Regions from separate parts of the Rattus norvegicus genome. Here region 2 is linked to region 1. The links are chromatin contacts, called in public Hi-C maps. All regions are on one chromosome and are shown on one strand. The core of a region is the stretch at or near the end of the contact, and the rest is flanking DNA. Distances in the headings are between cores, read along the strand shown. Region 1 holds the start of Kpna4 (karyopherin subunit alpha 4). Region 2 holds the start of Ppm1l (protein phosphatase, Mg2+/Mn2+ dependent, 1L).

The links. Hi-C and Micro-C count contacts between places; a contact is called where the count stands out from the background.
Region 2: a Hi-C map of Schwann cells shows a contact between it and region 1, with 2.6 times the contacts expected there. The contact joins the promoter of Ppm1l here to the promoter of Kpna4 in region 1. A contact is called at or near these places in 3 of 12 Hi-C or Micro-C datasets (Schwann cells, frontal cortex and mammary epithelial cells).

The regions. Positions count from the first base shown.
Region 1 is chr2:155,687,522-155,694,205 of GRCr8, forward strand. It overlaps Kpna4 (karyopherin subunit alpha 4), which reads right to left and starts at 3,230. Exons shown (of 17, transcript NM_001014793.1): 1 at 3,159-3,230. The coding sequence starts at 3,227.
Region 2 is chr2:155,873,381-155,880,064 of GRCr8, forward strand. Ppm1l (protein phosphatase, Mg2+/Mn2+ dependent, 1L) reads left to right here and starts at 3,225. Exons shown (of 4, transcript NM_001107681.3): 1 at 3,225-3,669. The coding sequence starts at 3,271.

The DNA.
Region 1 (6,684 bases), core at 1,980-4,479:
TTCTTAGAATCTGTTATATTTCACATATATTATATATGTAACACAATGAGGTAACTACATCATGTTCTCTCTATACATTATATAGATTACATATATAACACAATGCAGAAACTATCTGGAGGGGGAGAAAATGTACATACAGGCTTTGGAAAGATTCAGGCAGGAAAGTAACAATACAACAAACAGACTGTCTAGAAGTAATAAAAGATGTTTCTGTCTCATTACAAGAACTCATCATTTCTAGAAGCTTTTGTTTTCTTTTGTGGTATTGAGGATCAAACCCAAGGCATTGTACATACTATGATTTACAAGTGAACAACACCCACTTATGTGATCTTGAGTAAGTCACAGAAATAATTTTTAGTCACATCATATTTATAGGTAGAAAAATGAAAATATTCTAATTTCTAATGCACATACATGGATCCAGTCATTAGATAGTGGCTACCGACATAATATCAAAATATGTCTAATATGCATTTATACCTAACTTTAAGTCACCTATCATAGTAGCCAGGTAGATTCAGTATTTATTAGTCTGTAGTGGCAAGAAATACATAGTAAGGGTAATATCGTGTGTATGTGTTTGTGTTTGTGTTTGTGTATTTGTCAGGTAGTCACAAAAACTTAAAACAGGGTGGGGTGGCACATGCAATCCCAGAACTTGGGAGGGAGAATCAGGGATAATGCCAATAAAATATAGTATTTAGGAGGATAAGGGAGAAAGATTGAGAGTGTAAGGCTATCCTGGGCTACAGCTACATAATGAGACCTTGTCCAAAAAAAAAAGAACAAGAGGGAGGGGTGGAAAGGGAGAAAGTAAGTCTGGTAACCCTATAAAACGTTAGATGTAAAGTTCCAGTATCATCTAGCATTCTAGGTTTGTAACCAAAAGAAGTAAACATGTTACACAAGAATGTGTATATAAATGCTTATACCAGTAATATATACCTGATAAAAAGGGTTAACCACAGTTCCATAGAGATGAACACATATAAACACAATGTGGTATAACTATAGGCAAGCACATTATTCAGACCTAAGAAACATTCTTGTTACAGTATGGATGAACCTTCAAGTCAGGTAGCCACAACATATCATAAAATGTACATTCTATTTACATGAAGCATTCAGAATAGGCAATCAAAACATTGTTTTGAGCTGGAGTAGCTGAGAAAGAATGACTTATATCAGGGGTTCTTTAAAGAGCAGTAAATATTTGGAGATTTGACTTAGGTGTTGATTGTGCAACTATTTAAACACATTAAAAACGACTTTATGGACTGGAGAGATGGGTCAGCAGTTAAGAGCACTGTGCTCTTCCAAAGGCCCTGAGTTCAATTCCCAGCAACCACATGGTGGCTCACAACCATGTGTAATGGAATCAGATGCCCTCTTCTGGAGTGTCTGAAGACAGTGACAGTGCACTCATACATACAATAAATAAATCTTTAAAAAAAAAACCCAAACACTTTATCTGGGTGAATTGTATAGCATGTAAATCACATTTCAAGGAACCTGTTAGAAATAGGAAGCAAAAGAATTAGATTGGTTGGCTACCTGATATTTTTCTGAAATTTCTAACTTTGCAGTATTTATCAGTTTTATATTTCCTAACTTGTGATTTTCCCATTCTAAATATTTTTATTAGTAAAAATAAATCAGCATTGTTCAACATACAAATTTAATGACAACTATGAATTATACATTTAAAAAGTTGGCTTCTGTTACATATAAATTACTCCAATAAAAATATTAAATTTGGGAGCTGAAGAAATGGTTCAGTGGTTCAGTTCTAAGCACCCACATAGCAGCTCACAATTGGCTGTAACTCCACTTCCAGGGGATGGGCCACTGTCCTCTGGCCTCCTTGGACACCAGGCACACACATGGATGCACACACACACATCCGGACAAAACACCCCTATACATAAAATAAATCCAAAAAAATTATTTTAAAAATTTCTTTCACTATAAAAAATGATCACAAAGCTTCATTAACCGTCAAACGAGCTCTGGGAACACACACCCTGGAACATACAGTTCTAACTACTGCAATAAGCTAAAACAGTGCAAACTACATTAAAAGACTGAATGGCATTGGGAAAAGTAAACAAAAGTTGCCATCTCTAGCCCGCAAATGCTCAAGTTCAGAAACGGACCACAGCAGTCTGAAGATCAGTTACAAGAACACATGGGGATAAGAAGCTAAACTCTAAGCTTAGAACGCCTTGTGTTTTAAAAAATAATTCCCTATGTTTAAAAAAAAAGTCACAATGGAAAGAAACTGTGTGTTTAATACATCGAACCTTGGAAGTAGCTGTGTCTATGACAACGAAGCCTTCTTTTCCCTTTTAAAATAATACGTGATGGTGTCAGTCCACAGCCTACCCGATTCCTCACTGCCATCACCACCAGGAGGTGGAGGGAAAGAATACTGAAGACTAGAGGATGACAGCTTTGAATAACCCTTTGGGCTTTCTATGTAAGAATGCAAACTGGTGATCTCTTCTCCGAGAGGAGTAAAAAGATCTGTGGACAGGCTCAAATAAGGGGTTGGGGATAGGCGATCCTTTGACTGGAAAAGGGCACATCGTGAGCTACATCTTGAATCAGCTAGGACCAGAGTGAAACCCAGGCCGCTGGAAGGCACTGCTAGCATCACCAGGACCCCCGCGAGAGGCGGGGGTGCTTTTTTTTTTTCTTTCCAGCGGAGAAGTTGACTCCTGTAGTTTGGACGTTGGAGTAAAACCAGAGTCGGGGTGATTAGAAAAACCTCCTGAACGTGGAAGCGTCTTAGGCCCTGAGAAGTTACGAGGTCGCCGCTCGCTCCCCCATCGCCCTCCGCCCGCGACGCTTGGCGTCGGGGCCGGAGCAGAGCCGGAGCTTCCGCCGCTGCTGGGCCTCCGCCGCAGCCGATATTCCGGCCGCCCGCACTCGTGTCTGGCCGGCTCGGCAGAACAGGCCTAGGCCGCACCCGGCGGGCCCGGGCGCTGTCGCCGGCGGAGGCGGAGCAGGCCCGGCACAAACTTCCCGGCGCGGCGCCCGCGTCACGGCCGCTCGCCCGCCCGCCCAGCGCCATGCCGGCCGCCGCGCCCGCCCGACTCCGTACGAACCCCGCGTCCCGCCGGGGCCGGAGGCCGCAGACCCCACTGTACCTCCAAGTCGCGGCCTTTGTTCTTAAAATTCTTGAGCCGTTGGTTGTCCAATTTCTCGTTGTCCGCCATGGCCGGGCCGGCGACTCTCCCCCCCCGCCCGGGCCCCGCGGGATCCGCCCCAACCACCGCGCCGCACCGACGCTCCCAGGAAGCCGGCCGCCGCCTGCGCCGCCCGCCCGTCCGCTCCCTTCCTCTCGCCCGGCCTCCCCGGCCTCCGCTCCTTGGCTGCCCTCGCCTGCCCTGAGCCCGGGTACCACAGCAGCTCTGGCGAAGACGACTGCGGGGCCGGCGGCGGCAACGGCGGCGGAATGTGCTGCCGGCTGAGAGGGGGAGGCAGCCTCGATCTGAGGGCCCGGCTTTGCGGCCACGCCCATCGTCGCCAACCCGGTCCGCCTATTGGCCGGCCGGGCTCCGGCGTGCTTGGCCAATCAAAAGGGGCGATGGAGAGCGGGGGCGGAAGAGCGAAAGGAAAGGGGAAGGGAGAGTCTGGGGCAGGAAAGGGCCGGGGCGCAGAGGCTTGGGAGGGGAGGGGCCGCGCGCCAAGGGAGAAACCGGAGGCAGCCAAAGAGAAGCAGACCCGGGAGAGGGTGGTCCTGGGGAGGGTATAGTGGTCCTGGTTATGGTGGTACGATTGTCCGGGTAGCCTTGGGTACTGGGGTTCTGAACTTCGTTCTTTTCTCCTCCGGTGTTACTTGAGCGCTTCATTCACTTTGGAAGGCAAAGAGGTGTGTCTAAGCTCCATTCCGAGTCCTAAACCCTGAGTCCTGTCCAGGGAACTGCGAACCATCCTAGGGCTAGGCATCGGGACTAGGACTGGCTAGGGCGATGTGCATTCAGAAAACTGAAGGGAAAACTAGAGGGACCGGGTAGGAAAAGGAAAGGGGCCTCTGACCAAGTTCCTGCAACAGGTAGAAACTAATTGCCTTTTTGGCCAGTTTCTCTTGGAAAATTAAACTGCTTGATCACAAAGTATTAATTTATAGAGAATGACGACTATGATCCTTGACATAGCAAATGCAACATTGTGACTCTTGATAAAGGAAGTTAATCCCAAAGATACCTCTTAACCAGGAACATTGTAACCAAAGGCGGAAGTAAAACAGATACAAAAAAGCCTCTCAAATTTTTCAGAAGAGCTCCGGACTGGTGACGCGGTTTGTAATCTTAGCTACTGGGCGTGAGGAGGAGCAGTTAAAGAAGTATCCCAAGAGCAAGGCCAGCCAGACCAAGAGTCCAAAGCCACTCTGAGCAGTTTAGTGATACTCCCCCTCTCCTCTCCCGCATTCATGTCAAGATAAAAAATAGAGCTACAACTCATTAGAAGGGGCTAATTATGCTGGAGGCTCGAGGTTCAGAAAAGAGTGAGGAAATGCTTTCAAAATTATATTTAAGCTGAGCATGGTGGTCCATACTTTAAACCTAGCAAAGGCAGGTGAATATGAGTTTGAGGCCAACCTGAGCTACATCATAATACTCTGTCTAAAAACAAACAAACAAACAAACAAACAAACAAACGAATTTGTGTTCATTTACCAAATATTAGTTCCTCAAATGTGTGTGATTTTCTGAAGCAGTGGCAATTCGGAGTCAGAAGGAACGAGGAAGCTAAATGTGTTTGAACTTTGCAAAAGACCCTATTACAAAACCCCTTGGGAACTTTTGGCTTCTGGTTCTTTCTGGCATATTTTGTTTGGGCAGAAATGAACGTTTAGGGTGCAAATATTTCATAAACACGTTTAAAGTCAAAGGAGGGTGTTTTTTTAAAAGTATAATACAAAGACAATGGATTAGACAGGATAAAGTTCTTTCGGGAATGAGGGATAAAGAGAACCACAGGATAGGAGTCTCTTGAAGATTAGTTATAATGGGAGGAATGGTGGAAACTAAACCCTTTAGATACAGAGTAATGCCTTTCAAATAGTCTTTGGTATTTTGCATACTTTCTGCTGGCCTTGGCAAACAAACTCTTTGGAAGTAATTCACACCAAAGGTTAATTTGAATGTAAGTTGAATTCAGAACTTAAAATTCAGACGAAGTTCATTTTGTGTGGGTGGTATGTAGACATATTTCGGTATACACATCTTTGTGCAAATGAGGACAGAGAAAGAGGTCCCACATTGGGCTGGAGAGGTGGCTCAGTGGTTAAGAGCACTGACTGCTCTTCTATAGGTCCTGAGTTCAAATCCCAGCAACCACCTGGTGACTCACAACCAATGAGTAATGAGAGCTAATGCTCTCTTCTGGAGTGTCTGAAGACAGCTACTGTGTACTATATATAATAAATAAATCTTTAAAAAAAATGAGGTCTCACATCGTTACTACTCTCCACCCTATGGCCCTGAGACAAGGTTTCTCACTGAACCAGAAGCTCATCATCTAAGATGAACTGCCTTGTCCACTTGCCTCCACCTCCCAGTGCTGGCCTCCCAGTGCTGGGATCAAGCATAGACGCCTGCACTGGCTTTGCTGTGGAACTAACTCAGGTCCCATACTTGGGGACTCTCTCCCTCATATATTTTTATACTCCAAAGATTGATTTAGTTGAAATAATACTGGATTTACATGCTGGGCACTAGTATATTTTAAAATATAACTAAACCAGTTAATAGTTGTGTATGCTATAGTCCCCAGATGTAGGAGACTTGGACAGTAAGCTCCAGAATTCTGAAGCCAGTCTGCAGACACTTGAGAGATCCTGTGTCTGAAAGAAAACACATGAGATCTAAGTGTGGTAAACCATACCTGTGATGTCAGCACTTGGAAATATATGAGTCTGAGCTCTCTGTGAGACTAGGTTACAGAGCAAGAGCCTGTTTCAAAAATAAAATGAAAGAAGGGAAGGGTGGGTTTAGGATAAGAAAATTTTGGTGTAAAGAGGAGAGAGGGGGGGTGGGTTGTCCTAAGGGTTTGTGATTATTTGAGCAAAACAAGAATGGCACATAGTATTATTAAGTAAAGGGAAGAATCCATTGCTAGATCTTACTAAATTATAGTTTATATTCGTTACAGTTGCGCTGGTTTTTTGAAGAGAGAAAAACACCAAATCATAGTCAGCCACTATAGTTTGTGTGTACTATGTCAGTGATCATGTAATGAACCATGGTTCCCTCTCTCAGAGGAATTTTCCTAAGAAAAGATGAAGAGAGTTCTTGGGAGACCCTTTGTACTTCACAAGAGAGAGTTGTTATAAAAAGGACAAGCCCGACTAGACAATTTTGTTTCATTTACTGTCTAACCGTAAGATCTTCCTCTCACACCTCCATCGCTCCATCACTGATTCCATCGGTCATAGTGGGAGGAAAGTTTACCAGAATCAGTATAGTGCATTTGAATGGCTCCAAAACCATGAGACCTCTTTCCTTTAGGAAGAAGCCAGGCTAAAATATTTTGTTACAGTAGCAGAAAATGGGATAATATAGTGGCATCTTGTATTTTCTCTGGGGGGGGGGTAGGGGAGTGTGTTGACTGGGCCTAGGGGACTTCATGTCATTTTATTCCTAGAAGCTTCTGACTTATGACTTGGGG
Region 2 (6,684 bases), core at 1,975-4,474, 190 kb after region 1:
TTGAGTGTCAGGCACATCGCCAATAAAACCATCTTTCCCGTCCGTGCTGAGTAATTGTCAATTTTCTCCTATCTGACATTAGCTCAGTTAGTTTATTGCTGAGTTCTTTGTACTGTGCAGATGAAGTCCTTATACAATATGCATTTTACACTGCCTCTTTCTTTCCTGTGGAATTTAGAAAAAAACATTTTCACTTAAGCAACAGGGTTTTTAGGTAGAGTACACTTTACTTGTATTTGTGTTAGGTACTGATCGAGGTTTGTCCCAAATCTGTGTCATTAGACTCCATTGTTGCTGTTGAGATTTCTGTAACAAAGATTGACCGAAATGTCATTAGATAAATATAAAATTATACTGACCATCTTCGTGTCACTGGAAATTAGTGGATGCTAGAGTACTACATAATCAGAATTGCGTTCAGTTTCTTCTTGGCTACATTTGGTGTCTTTTGGCTTTAACCTTCTCATTTCATAAATACAGATAATAACTTTCTCTCTTCACTAGCAGATTGTTGTATGGATGGGAACAGATACATATAGATCTGTTTAGATCTTTATACATATAAACCCTTTGCAGCCAGGTGTGGTAGGACACACCCTTCATCCCAGCAGTCGGGAGGCAAAGGTTCAGAGATAGCCTGGTCTATACATTGAATTCCAGGCCAGCTAAGGCTATACAGAAAGACCTTCTCTCCAAAAACCAGAAGAAGCAAAAGTGAACTTGGCATCAGTGGAAACGGTTTTATTATTTTCCCAGCATTTTCAGCTTACAGTAAAGAATAACAAATGCTTATTCAGGCATTAAATATTGTAAGTTACATGAAATTTCTCAACAGAAATAAGAAAACGCCTAGAGGGTCTTTTTAAAACCTGTTCTTGATTTTTACACAGATGAGCCCCTTGGAAGTAAATGTCACAGCAGAACATCACAGAATGTAAAAATGTCTAACTTTACTACTTAATTCATGGAATCAAGCCATTGTAGTAACCATGCTTACTTTGCTTTGGGGAAACAAATCACATACCTAGTTGTGTCTTCTCTAATCCTAGTACTTGGAATGCCGAGTTCAGGCAGAGGACCCAGAGGACCTTTGGGCTTGGAATTTTACCACTAGTGACTTCTTGGGAGGCCAGACTCATCCTTATCAGTTTATCTACAAAGTGTGTTTGTTGGAGGAAACACAGTTGTATGGAAAACTAAGAATGCACCTCGGATGTGCTGTTATTATCCTCTCAAATTACAGTTCTTAAAGAATTTTTCGTTTCTTATCTAATTTTGGAACCTCTTGAATGTTGAATGAAATGACCCAGTTTGTTTAAACTAATAGTTTCTCAATCAGGTGGACAATATTGAAAGCCATAGCCATAATCATATACTGAAGACCATATCCTAGTTAACAGTTCCTCATGTTCCTTTCCTATTGGGGTCAGATTATTTAAATACTTAAGCGTGCTTTTTTGTCGCTGTTGGTAGGGAAGTCTAGGTTGCTAGGAAGAAACTTTAGCCGTTATGGAAAATAGACAAAAATCTGAAGATAATGTAAATTGCCTAGTTACTTTAGTTGCCAACTGTGAACATTTTGCTTTATTTCATTGCAGTAATTATACTTTATATCTCAAAACATAATTGGGATCAAAAGAAGTGTTTGGGGGACGCGTTGGCTGGGAGGGTATCAGGAGGTCCAGTGGATCAGCACCGTTCTTCGTGGACAGGGGTAGAGGGAATGGAAAATTTCCCCTAAAGACCACTTGTTTCATATTCTAGGCGACCAGTCCTCGCCCACATTTCAAGTTATTCTGCTGAAGTCCACCTTTGCTTACTCAAATTCCCACCCCCATCTTCGGCGGGGATTGAGGAGGTGGTTGTCGCTTCCAAGCCTCCAGAGGACTTCTAACCTGAACCATGGGCACAGTCGCTCGCTGAGGGACACTCCATGTCTCCTCGGAAGAGTGGTCACCAGCACAGTCCCTGTCTTCAGAGGCCAGCCCTTCCTGGACCTCCCGCCTTTGTCATTACAAGTCTAGCTTCCGGTTCTGGGATACCCGGTTCTGCAGTCAGAGAGACATAGTTGTTGGGGTCCGGGTCCAAATCCTGCCTCTCGGGAGATCCTGGCGGGTCTCTGTGGGAGTGGAGACTGCCTCGGGTGGCCGAAGTAATCACTCACTTTCGAGTCCCGAGCCGGGAGAAATATGTCCCATCTCGCTAGCCCTACGAAGGGCCTGGCGTGGACCGTACCATTGTGTTACGTGCCGGAGGGGGAGGCGCTCAGGTACAGCTCCCGGCTCCACAGCGAGCAGCCGTGCCGCCCAAGAAACTAACATTCAGTGAACTCACGTCATTGTCTCATTGTTCCCGGAAGCCGGCCTCCAACGCAGAATTGACAATCCGCTAGATCTGGGCCTCTGGATTCGCCGCTCACCCCCGCGGTTCTCCCCGACCCGCCTGCTGCCCACGTGCGCCCGGGAGAGCTCCTTCGGGCTCCTAGCGGGGTGAGAGCCGTACGAGGTCTGGAAGCGCCGCTCTCAGGGCTGGGCGGGGCGGGGCGGGGCGGGGCGGGGCGAGCGCGAGCGGAGCCGGGAGCTTCCGAGCGGAGCCGAGCCGAGCCGAGCCGAGCTGCGAGGTGCCGGGGAGAGGCAGGCAGAGCCTGCCGGCGGCTCCGCACCCATCGTGCTGCGTTTCCCGGCTCGGTGTCCCCCTGCCTTTGCCCAGGCACCGGCAAAACTTTTATTGTCTCGGGGACCCCCCTGGATGTGTGACGAAATCGCAGCGTTCCGCTGTCTCGTCCCCAAGCTCGCCTGCAACGGCGATCGAGGGAACGTGCAACCCTCGCAGCCGGGCTCTTGCGCCCTGCGCTTCCTCACCTGCCGATCGCTCCCGGGAACTGCGAGGGGGGGATCCCCAACGGGACCGCGCGGGCAACGGCACCCCGAAATCCTGTTCACCGTTGCTGAGCGGCTCGGCGCAACTTTAACTTGATTCCTGTCGCCCACCCGCGGTACCCGCGGCGGCCGCCGCCGCCGCCGTCGCTGCGGTCTCACAAAGAGCGCGGGGAGGGAAGGCGGCGCGGGCGGCGGGCACGGGCCTTCGGGCTGCCCAGACAAAAGGGAAACTGCCATCATTCTGGACGACTGTTGGGGGCCGCCGTGGGTTCATCCTATTGGCCCGGGCTGCCTCTCCGCCTTGGTCCCCGCGGGCTGTGCCCGCAGTACTCGGACCCCGCGAGCTGCGGGGCGCGCGTTGCTGCTGCTGGTCGGGCTCTAGGGATAATAAATGATAGAGGATACAATGACTTTGCTGTCTCTGCTGGGTCGCATCATGCGCTACTTCTTACTGAGACCCGAGACGCTTTTTCTGCTGTGCATCAGCTTGGCTCTGTGGAGTTACTTCTTCCACACGGACGAAGTGAAGACCATCGTCAAGTCCAGCCGGGACGCGGTGAAGATGGTGAAGGGCAAGGTGGCCGAGATTATGCAGAACGATCGTCTTGGAGGACTTGATGTGCTGGAGGCCGAGTTTTCCAAGACCTGGGAATTCAAGAGCCATAATGTTGCGGTGTACTCCATCCAGGGCCGGAGAGACCACATGGAAGATCGCTTCGAAGTTCTAACGGATCTGGCCAACAAGACGCACCCGTCCATCTTCGGAATCTTTGACGGTCACGGCGGCGAGGTAGGAGTTCTCTGGGTTTATGTGTGTGTAAATAACCAGGCGTCTAGTGCGTGGCGCGGGTCGGATCTGGGCGAGAGGGGCGTGGTGATGACAAAGGCGAGTGAAGTTCCCAAGACCCTGCCAAGGAATTCTTGGATACGAGAGCGTTCAGTTTAGCCGAGAGACACACACTGGATATTCCGTGGCATTTTTAATATAAAGTTCCCAAGGTCAGAGGCCAGTTAATAACTGCTAGTTTTCCGGGGAGAATGAGTAATAGATGCAGTGAATTTTATCACCGGGCCTCAGTGTCCCGATTCTAGAGTTCGAGGCGGGTTAAGGAAGATAGTGTCTTCCGTGTACCCCTAAGGGAAGAAGCCTGCACCAGTTGGGTAGATCCTGTGAAGGAAGCTGTGACTTATATTCCCTTCGCGCTAGGGAAGGACTCCCTAGCTGCAACGCTTCTTTTCAACTCTGCCAACTTTGCTAGAGCAATCGGACCGGGGACAGGGTGCCTCGCTGGTGGTGGGATTTGGTTGCCTAGCCTTTGCAGAGGTGGCTGTACGCGCAGAGCCGGCGGTAGCCACACCTGACCTCTGTGCGGTGGCCAGCTTGGGGATACTGATGTCCTCTTCCTTCTATAAGCCTCTGTTTGGGGTTTATCTGGGAGCAGGAAATAGGCTAAAGCCCGCTATAGGTCGTACTGGCTTATTTCTGTGACATTCGACACTCTGGGCGTGTGGAGTCTCAGGTTTCCCAGAGGTCCTGCCCTTGGCCTTCTGCCCAGAGGAAGTGAGTGTTAAAATGTGTCTCCAGAGCAACTCCTGACATCTGCCTCAGTTGGACACTTGTAACTGTTGCATTGCTTCACGCTTCCCTACGTCTTTCTTGGCAGTATTCCTTTCTCCCTTTACCCTCCCTTCCTCTTCCTCTTTCCTTCGCAGTCTTACGGTTCTTCAGCTCCTGGATGGGTTCCAGGGAGCTGTGTTTACTTGTTCTTGGTCTGAGGAAGCTTTCAGTTGGTTGTCTTATCTGTGCTCTCCACTCACCGTTTGCAAATGTTGCCCAGGTACAGTGAGAATACCAAACATTTCAAACATTTGGAAAACTTAGGTGATAAGACTGGAATTAATCTTTAAACAAACAAACAAACAAACAAACAAAGGGGTGCCCTTTGCCCATTTATAATGTGTTCTTCAGAATGAAAGTTTCTCATTCATTGTACTTTTGTAGTCTCAGGATGGTTTGGAGTTCTCCTCCCCTTGGCCACAGGATAGCTCAAAGACAGGAGGCTAATTGAGATAGGAGACACTGCAGAGTGAGCAAAAAGATACCAATTACTAAGGGTGGCTGTTTAATGACGGAGTCATAATGTCATTTTATGTGCCTAGACTCAGTGGGGGGGAAGCAAGCTGTGAGCCTCTCCCCTGTAAATAATTTAATAAACATAGTTATTATAAATCTGCAGTAGAACAGTTGCAGATAATCTGCTTCTGGCTTTTGAAAGCACACCTTTGGAAGTTTCGATGGAATAGCAGTGTTGTAGAACACCGGGCAGTGTAGAACACTAAATGTGACATTGGCACTTGCACTCGATTGAACGATTACATTTGTCTGCAGAGCGAAAAGTTTCAGCTGAAACGTTCCTAGCAGTGTCTGGATAAATACGCTGCCCTGGAAAGGCTGCAGTGGACACTTTCCTTTAATTCAAAGTGTTTTCCACTTTCACTGCACACATCTAAATAAGTGTTAAGTGAGAAGGTGACCACTATTAGCCAAACCGTGAAATGCCTTTTATGGTGCCTAACGTTCAAATTCTTGCTGTTTGCAAAATAGTTAACATTATCAATTCTCACAAAAATAGAGTAGCTGTAGTTTCTCCTCCAATCAGGTGCAGTCAGGTAAGTGTCTCTGCATTTGTTTTACCTGAAGAAAGAAAAAAATCGGGAGTTCTATAAATGTGCTATTGGGATGGTGATAGTAACAGATACTGCTGAGTGACTTCTCTCTTGCTTTTTTTCTTTTTTTATTCTCTTGTTACATCGTTTTAAGGCAGTCCCAGCATCTAGTTCCTGCCATTTGTGTTCTTGGTTCCTTTAGCATTCACCAGAGGAGGGTGCCACTGCGTGATATATCTATATCTATAGGTTGAGATATATATATATATATATATATATATATGTGTGTGTGTGTGTGTGTTTATATATATATATGTATATATATATATGTTGATAGTTACAGCCTCTCAGAAAAGGTGCCTTTTTCTGGATGTAAGTACACATACATGGCCATACACAACACAGAGGTTAAATGAGTTGTATTTTTTTTTCCCCCCGGAGCTGGGTACCGAACCCAGGGCCTTGGCGCTTGCTAGGCAAGCGCTCTACCACTGAGCTAAATCCCCATCCCCAAATGAGTTGTATTTTATTCGTGATAGTTCATACTGATAAAATAAGCCACACAGATTTAGACTCAGAAGGGAACTTGACTTGTGCTTATATATTTCATCCTTATCAATTCATCCCGTTCTTTAGACGAGGTGCAGATAGCTAGAGAAATTGTGCCCTCCCTCAGGCTACATGGCCAGTCTGAGGCTTTTGGTTTGTTGGTCTTTTCACTGGATAGTAGGCTTGCGTATTTACCTAGATGCATTAGCCCTCTAGGGATACAAAAGTGACCGGACAGAACTTCTGCCCTCCTGAGAAATCCCCGTCTAATAAGAGTGACTGTTAGACCAAAAGTGACCCTGCAGTGTGCTTCCAGTGTTCTGGGAACTTCATTTACACCAGACTGAGAAGTAGGGGAGGTAAAGCTCCAGGAGGTCACCATTGACTATAAGAAGATGAAGAGGGAAGGCTATTTGTGGTTAAACATCGGGTCTGGCTATGGGGCGTAGGCTGGCAGGGGCTGGCCCTTCTCCTGCTTTAATCTGCCCAGTGCCGAGCTCAGAGCCACACGTGCCCTGAAAAAGTGTGTGCTTGACTCAGGTGCTGGCTTTGAATCTCTGTTTCTTCACGTCAGCTGTGACCTTGGGCC